Regions from separate parts of the Mus musculus genome. Here region 2 is linked to region 1. A link is a contact called in public ChIA-PET data. All regions are on one chromosome and are shown on one strand. The core of a region is the stretch at or near the end of the contact, and the rest is flanking DNA. Distances in the headings are between cores, read along the strand shown. Region 1 overlaps Dennd4a (DENN/MADD domain containing 4A). Region 2 holds the start of Hacd3 (3-hydroxyacyl-CoA dehydratase 3).

The links. ChIA-PET counts read pairs in DNA pulled down with a chosen protein or histone mark.
Region 2: an RNA polymerase II ChIA-PET map of effector CD8 T cells shows a contact between it and region 1, with 64 read pairs. The contact joins the promoter of Hacd3 here to the enhancer-like site in region 1. A contact is called at or near these places in 1 of 15 datasets of contacts at CTCF or cohesin (CD8 T cells), 1 of 484 Hi-C or Micro-C datasets (liver), 4 of 115 datasets of contacts at active chromatin or transcription factors (the SCID.adh cell line, effector CD8 T cells, embryonic stem cells and 1 more) and 3 of 9 other capture datasets (adipose tissue, liver and pancreatic islet).

What each region holds. Positions count from the first base shown.
Region 1 is chr9:64,912,270-64,915,727 of GRCm38.p6, reverse strand. Dennd4a (DENN/MADD domain containing 4A) reads right to left here. Exons shown (of 35, transcript NM_001162917.1): 33 at 3,212-3,374; 34 at 2,988-3,052. Among named protein-coding and RNA genes, the nearest start is that of Gm39361, 19 kb to the left of the region's middle. Within about 2 kb of position 1,642, at least 40 of the 459 cell types and tissues checked have an H3K27ac peak or open chromatin away from gene starts, as enhancers often do. A contact at or near this core is called in CD8 T cells, the SCID.adh cell line, effector CD8 T cells and 2 more, where this site is marked.
Region 2 is chr9:65,019,977-65,023,434 of GRCm38.p6, reverse strand. Hacd3 (3-hydroxyacyl-CoA dehydratase 3) reads left to right here and starts at 1,718. Exons shown (of 11, transcript NM_021345.2): 1 at 1,718-1,978. The coding sequence starts at 1,892.

The DNA of each region.
Region 1 (3,458 bases), core at 393-2,892:
CTCAGGTCTCATAATTCTGCGGTGGGTAGATGAAGACATCCATATTGCCTTATGAAATGTGCCACAGTGGTGCCCAGTGGTGACTCGTGTAGAGTGACAGCCAACAACACAATCAAGTACAGTCTTCTTTGGACATTTAATGAATGCCCCTGGGCAGAGGGCAAGAGTAAAGTCTGCATATATTCTGGGGTTCCACTGGGTAGAACATAAAGGGATGGTAAGTGCAAGCTGAGTGCTGTTTCTCGGTACCCTTTCTGTCTCATTAGTTAAAAAGCCTTGCTCAAAGGACACAGTCTTCATTTCCCCAGGTTCTAGTGTCCTCCCCGTGGCTTCAGTGACTGAAACTCATGTAAAACTCTGCCTTTCCCAGCTGGTTTTACTAGGTACTTTCTTTCCCCACAGATGTCCATGTCTCTTTCTAGACTCTATTCAGTCCTTCCAACTTTTCTAGCTCTTGTTTGCACTGTCCATTCCATAGTAATATGGGCTTCTACAGGGGAAAGCCAACTAATGAATACTTCCTTAAATATTTTATGACTCTTCTTTTTTGGTCAGAAAAGTTATGTAAATTTGAAATATACTTTCCATATGTACAATTCACCAGTGTGTAACTCAGTCAAACTGAGCGTGGCTGTTTTTCTTTGTTTTGCTTTTTATATATTCACAAGATTGAACAGGCATCCCCACTCTCTAATTCCAGAGTATTTCATCATATGAAAACCCTTCAAAAGCAGTTGGCAGCAATTTTCCATTCTTTCCCTTATCCTAGGCACTAGAAATCGCAGATCTATTTTCTATCTGGATACTTCACACACTTTCAAGCATACACATGTGACTTCCTGTGTGGTTCCTTTTGCTAAGTATACCCAAGACCGTATGTGCTGCGTGTTGAAGCACTCACTGTATTTTCATTGTTTTCTTTTGGCAGTTTTCACTTTCAGATTCAGATCCAATCTAGGCTGGTCATGATTAAACGTGTGACCCTCTGGCCTCAGCCTCCCATGTGTTAGCACATCTACTTCTCCATCTCTACTTGGACTTTCCCCCATTTTGGTTTCTGGGACTGTCACAAATGTTTTGTGCAGAAGCCTGAGTGCATGCAGTAACCCTGGGCATCTGTGTAGATGTACATCTCTGTACAATCATTTTTTAAATTAAATATTAAAAAAATTTGTCAAATTTCTTAGTTTTAAGTTTCCAGTGTTTCAAATTATTAAAATAAAAAGCAAATATTCCAGAAGCAGGCAGATTTCTGAGTTTGAGGCCAGCCTGGTCTACAAAGTGAGTTCCAGGACAGCCAGGGCTACACAGAGAAACCCTGTCTCGAAAAACCAAAAAAAAAAAAAAAAAAAAAAAAAGCAAATATTCACAGCATTCTGCTCCAAGTTTTCTGCTTATAATATGAAACACTTATTTTTAATTGTAAGGGTAGGTCAGGACATAAAATATTTGTTTACAAACAAAACTATGGACTCAGCCCAGGTGTTTCCTCTAGCCTTCTCCATCACTTGGCTCTTGATTTTCAATGTTTATATTTCTATTGGAACTCATCCAAAGTTTCTCAACTTTATTTCAACTCGGTGACTAGCAAGGTCCATAGTCCAGTGTTCCCTGATTGTAGCTTTGTCTTTTGAAGGTATTGATTGTATTTTGAAGGGTGAGAGGCTAGAAAGACAGTTCAGTTATTAAATATGCCTGCTGCTCATTCAGATTCCAGAACCCATGTGCGATGGCTCACATAAAGATTTATTTTATTTTTATTTTTGAGTATGTGTGGTGTGACTGTATGGTATGATTGTATCTGTGTGCATGTGTGTGGGAGAGCATGGGGGTCAGAAGAGGGCACTGACCCCCTGGAGCTAGAGTTACATGTGGTTGTGTGTTGCTTGACATGGGTGATGGGAACTGAACACTGGTCCTCTGGGACGACAGCAGTGCTCGTCACTGCTGAGCCATCTCACCAGCTGTATTTACTTAGCACAGACTTTTAAAGGCTGATTATTGTTGCTGTTGTTGTTGGGTGTATGTATGTGTGTGTGTGTTATGATGTGCACATGTAGAGGCAGAAGGTATCTTTTGGGAGTCAGTTCTCTCTTTCACCATGGGCCCCAGGGATAGAAGTCAGGCCATCATGCGTGGCATGGCGAGTGCTTTTACCCACTGGGCACCATGCCAGCTCTTATGCTTAGGTCACAGAACAACTTGCAGGCCTTGGTTCTCTCCTTCTACCATTGATTTCTAGGGCTCAAACTTAGGTCATCAGGCATGGTGCCCACATGCCTTTAATCACTGGGATCTCTAACCAGCCCTAATAGCAGAAGCTTTTAAGTCTGAGGCCTTAAAACAACTTGCCCATTGCCATCTTCTGTATGAGTCCATTACTTTCTTCTAACTAAATAAGTCTGTTCTTAAAGTGTTAATTTAAAATACTACACTCAACTGTCAGGGAGTGGTGGTATAAACCTTTAATCTCAGCACCTGGGAGCCTGAGGCAGGCAGATCTCTGAGTTTAAGGCCAGACTGGTCTACTTAGTTCTAAGACAGCCAAGGCTGCAGAGAAACTGTTTCAAAAAACAAACAAACAAACAAACAACAACTGCAACAACAATCTCACGGCATACTCGACGCATGGTCTGATTGAGCAACCAGTTATAGCACACATGCCCACTACACACTAGCATGCACACAGATCCACTACACACTAGCATGCACACGGGCCCACTACACATTAGCATGACTCTGCTGCCATGCACTTGCGCTCACGTGTACAAATCTACATACAGATAAACACATACACATCATTTAAAAAATAATACATCTTAAAGAGTTGCTAAAAAAGATTAATTTTTCTAATAAGTTAATGCAAAGATATAATAATTAAGACCACCACTGAAAACCCTTTAAAATCTACAATATGCTGTATAGTGTGTTTTGTACAGTTTTTATAGTTAGTACAGTAAACTATGTTATTTATGACATTGAGTTACCTATATCAATGTTTTCTCTTCCCAGTGCCACAAGTGAGAGAAATAATATTTCTCTATATAAACTCCTGTGGGCAAAAAGACATGGAGAAAAAATTAGAATCCTTAGAGCTTTTATGTTCTCTACAAAGCCTTTATGTTACATAAGCGTAGAGTAGTCTAAAAACCATAAAGCCCACAGGATGCTTCTCATGGGCTATAACCCATCATCTGAGGGGCAGACTCACCGCTGTCTTTTAAAATGCGGACACTTATTCAGAGTCTCTAAAATCTGACTCATGGGCCCATAGACATCGTTCATTTTAATGCTCTTCACCATGCTTTTCAGCAGTTCCTGGTTAAAGGAGTCATCACCTTTTTGTAACAAATGGACCATTGGGTACTTTTGAGCTGTAAAAGAGCAGAAGAAGGGATGACAGACATGCTCTCTGTAGAGGGAGACTACATTAAACACCAACTAGCAACTGTTAAAGA
Region 2 (3,458 bases), core at 469-2,968, 110 kb before region 1:
GATGCCTGGGTTTATTCAGTCAGTGTTTCTCCCTTTGTGGCTTAGACAGACAAACTTGGTTTTGGTTATAGATAACTGGTTAGATGTTTTGTGCATAGGTGAGGATCCAAATTGCTGAATTCAGCAACTCCCTTCACCCTCTCTTTTTTGCTTCATACATGGCTTCGTGCATCCCAGGCCAGGTGACCTTGAGCGCTTGATCCTCTAGCCTCCATCTTCCAAGTGCTAGGATTACATACGTGGACCATTGGTATACGTGGCCTGGTGGTTCTGGGAATCCAACCCAAGGCTTTGTGTGTGCTGGACAAGTGCTCTACCAAATAATCTACATCCCCATCTACAGCAGCTCCTCCTCTAAGTCCTTCAAGCATCAGAAGAGTCTGTAAAAAGGTGAACATCAGAGCCAAGCAGGATCTCTTGCCAACAGCAGAAACTAGGCGTACGTCCTGGCAATAGCCTTTATCAGTGTCAAGGACCAAATGAAAGCTTTCTGCAGGAGTAATGACTGATCTCTGAGAAGGGAGACATGGCCCTGAGCCAAACAGGGCTAGGAGGGGGGGGGGCAGTCTCTAGAGAGGACAGTGTGGTTTCTTTTTCATTTGACTGACATCATCATAAAAGCCTTATTCCCATCCCCCTGCCCCTGGCCTTGCCTTCTAGTCTCCCTCACCCTGCCCCACCACCGTGTACTTTTTAGCCTGGATGATAAACTCTACTTTATTTCCCTTTCCTTTGTTTGTTCAGGTTGGCCTTGAACTCAGTACGTAACTAAGGATGACTTTGCACTTCTGAACATCTCAAGTGCTGAGATTACAGGTGTTCACCACTAGTCCTGATTTATGTGCTATTGGGGATCAAACCCACTACCGACTAGGCTATAGTCCTCTAGTCCTCTAGTCCTCTTACTAATCTCTGTCTCTCTGTCTCTGTCTCCTTATTGATTTCCCTGGAAATGGGCCCATAATAGCTGTGCTCCTTTACAGAAAAACTTAGAAACAGATGATGACACTACAAGGAGCTGAGGTTATAGTAGAGTGCCTGTCTGCAGCATCCAGGTCCTCAAATGCTCAGGACGGGGCTAGGGATGCCAAGGAACTGATTTGTTTGTTTGCTTATTAGTTCATGTAGATAGCTATAACGAATGGGCTGTTCTGTTTGTTGGGCAGTGAATGGAAACCATCTCTCTTAAAACAGGAAGCCTGAGGCCAGGGGAGGTGTTGCACACCTTTAAATCACAAGGGAGGCAAAAGCAGACGACAGGTCCCTGGATCTGGTCTACCAAGTGAATTTCAGGTCACCTAGAGCTACATAGTAAGACAGACAGAAAGAAGAAAGAAAGGAAGGAAGGAAGAAAAAAAAAAAGCAACACCAATGTATGTCTTGAATGGCTCATCTGTCTTTCTGTGTGTGGCCTTGAAGCCCAGGGAGGAAGTGGGTTCTCACTAAACGCTGCGATCATACAAAAAAACTTGGAAGGGATCCTTGCACACAAGCCTCTTCATACGCCGCCAATCCGCCCTTTCTTTGTAGATTAGAGCCTCTCACTTTCATGTTCTTGTGCAAGGACCTCTCTGAAGCGCCACAGGAGGTAAGCGAGGAGCTCAAAAGCCTCTGATCCGAAGGCCACTGAGCCGCTGATCACGTGGCGCAGCCGCTAGCCTCTCCCACGTCCCGCCCCGTCCTCTCCCTCGCTGGGTTCGCCCCGCCCTCCCGCCCCGGTCCTCACTGCGCAAGCGCGAGCCGCGAGCGTGGGTTATCTCGAGACAGCCGGGCTGCGGGCTGCGGAGCGTGCGGGTCTGAGGCCTGCGTTCTGCTAGCTCCAGCGGCTCACAGGCCGAGGTAACGAGGCGCAGCAAGCCGAGCCTCCCCGCTCCCCCGGACAGCGTGGGCCATGGAGACTCAAGTGCTGACGCCGCATGTCTACTGGGCTCAGCGACACCGCGAGCTGTATCTGCGCGTGGAGCTGAGTGACGTGCAGGTAAAGGCCGGGCTGCGGGCTGCGCGCAGGATCGGGGGCCCCCCGGTCCCCGTCGGCCGCCCTGTGCGTTTGCGCTCCTGCAGTGCGCCAGCAGGAACCGCGAGTGGAGCGCCCCGGTCTCCCTTAGGGGCTGCAGGTGCCGTCCGGCGTTCTGCGCTTGGCCCCGGTATCCCCTTTGTTCCTGGTAGGCGCCCTGGGGAGCCTCAGCAGAGTCCTGGAAGCCGGCGGCTGGCCTTCGGGTTGCCTAAGGCCCTCTGAATTGTGGGATGAGCTCCGTGGGTCTAAAGTGCGGCTTGACAGTGGCCTGTTGTGCGGTAGCAGGACGTCAGCGCTGGCCTCTGAGGTTTAGTCCGGGCGGCCCATTGACCTTCTCAAGGCCCGTCGCTGGGCTGGGCGGGGGGCAACCCCCCAACCGTTCAGTGATAGAAATCTACACCACACCTCCGCTCACCAAGGAAATGATTTCCATCCTCTCTTTAAGGCTGCGAGCTCAGCCTTAGCAAGTTGCGTAAAGAAATTATCGTGTGACATTAAGTATTCATTTCACCACGTTTACCTATTAATGTGAGCAAATCAAATCCCTGGGAACTTCCCATGTCTCTAACCAGACCATCCAGTATTCTGTGTGAAGCGAGTGGTTTTGGTCTGGAATGTTCTTTCCCTAGTCTCCTTGACATCCATGGTATTGTAATCTTCATTCCTCTGAACTGTTTCTTGCTCGCAGTTAGATACCTGTCTGAATTCATCAATTCATCTGGTCTATTTTCTTGCAGGGTCTAGGTGCCCATGTCCACTTGAGTCTAATCTTTGCTTCTGGAATGTAAATAATTTCCCCTTGTGAACGATGAAGCTAATACTGGCCAGAATGTCTTTGAGTAAGCAGTAAATTTCATTTAAGGTGTAAGCAAACCCGAATAAATGCTACTCTAGAATAGGATGAATAATTCTCTGTGCTATTGTTCTCTACTCTGCTACAAGATTCTTTGCTAAAATAGAAAAAAAAGTTTTTGTTTTTAATTTTTATTTTTGTATTTTGGAGACAGTCATGCTATATAGTTATGGCTGGCCTGGAACTTACTATGTAGACCAAGGCTGGCCTGGAACTCACAGAGATCTGCCAGCCTCTGCCTCCTGAGTGCTGGGATTCCAAGTGTGCACCACCATGCCCAGAGATTCGAGTTTGAAACACGTTAACAGTGAACACTGTGAAGGTGGAGAAGAAAGGAGAACATTTCTTTTGGAGAGAAAAGTCCTTTTTAAGAAATTTTGGGAAGAACGAGTCCCTCACCCCTATGGAGGCTTTATCTTTCTGGGGCTTCACGTCTGCTAGTCTGAGGCGTTAGTTTTAAAAGAACATGTCAACACCATGTATACCACACCACAGATTTACAGAGATGAGTCAGACGAGCTCCACTTTCCCAGGCCCAGGCACCTTTTCCAGGGCATTCTGTCCAAAAGGAAGCATATCACATACAAACAA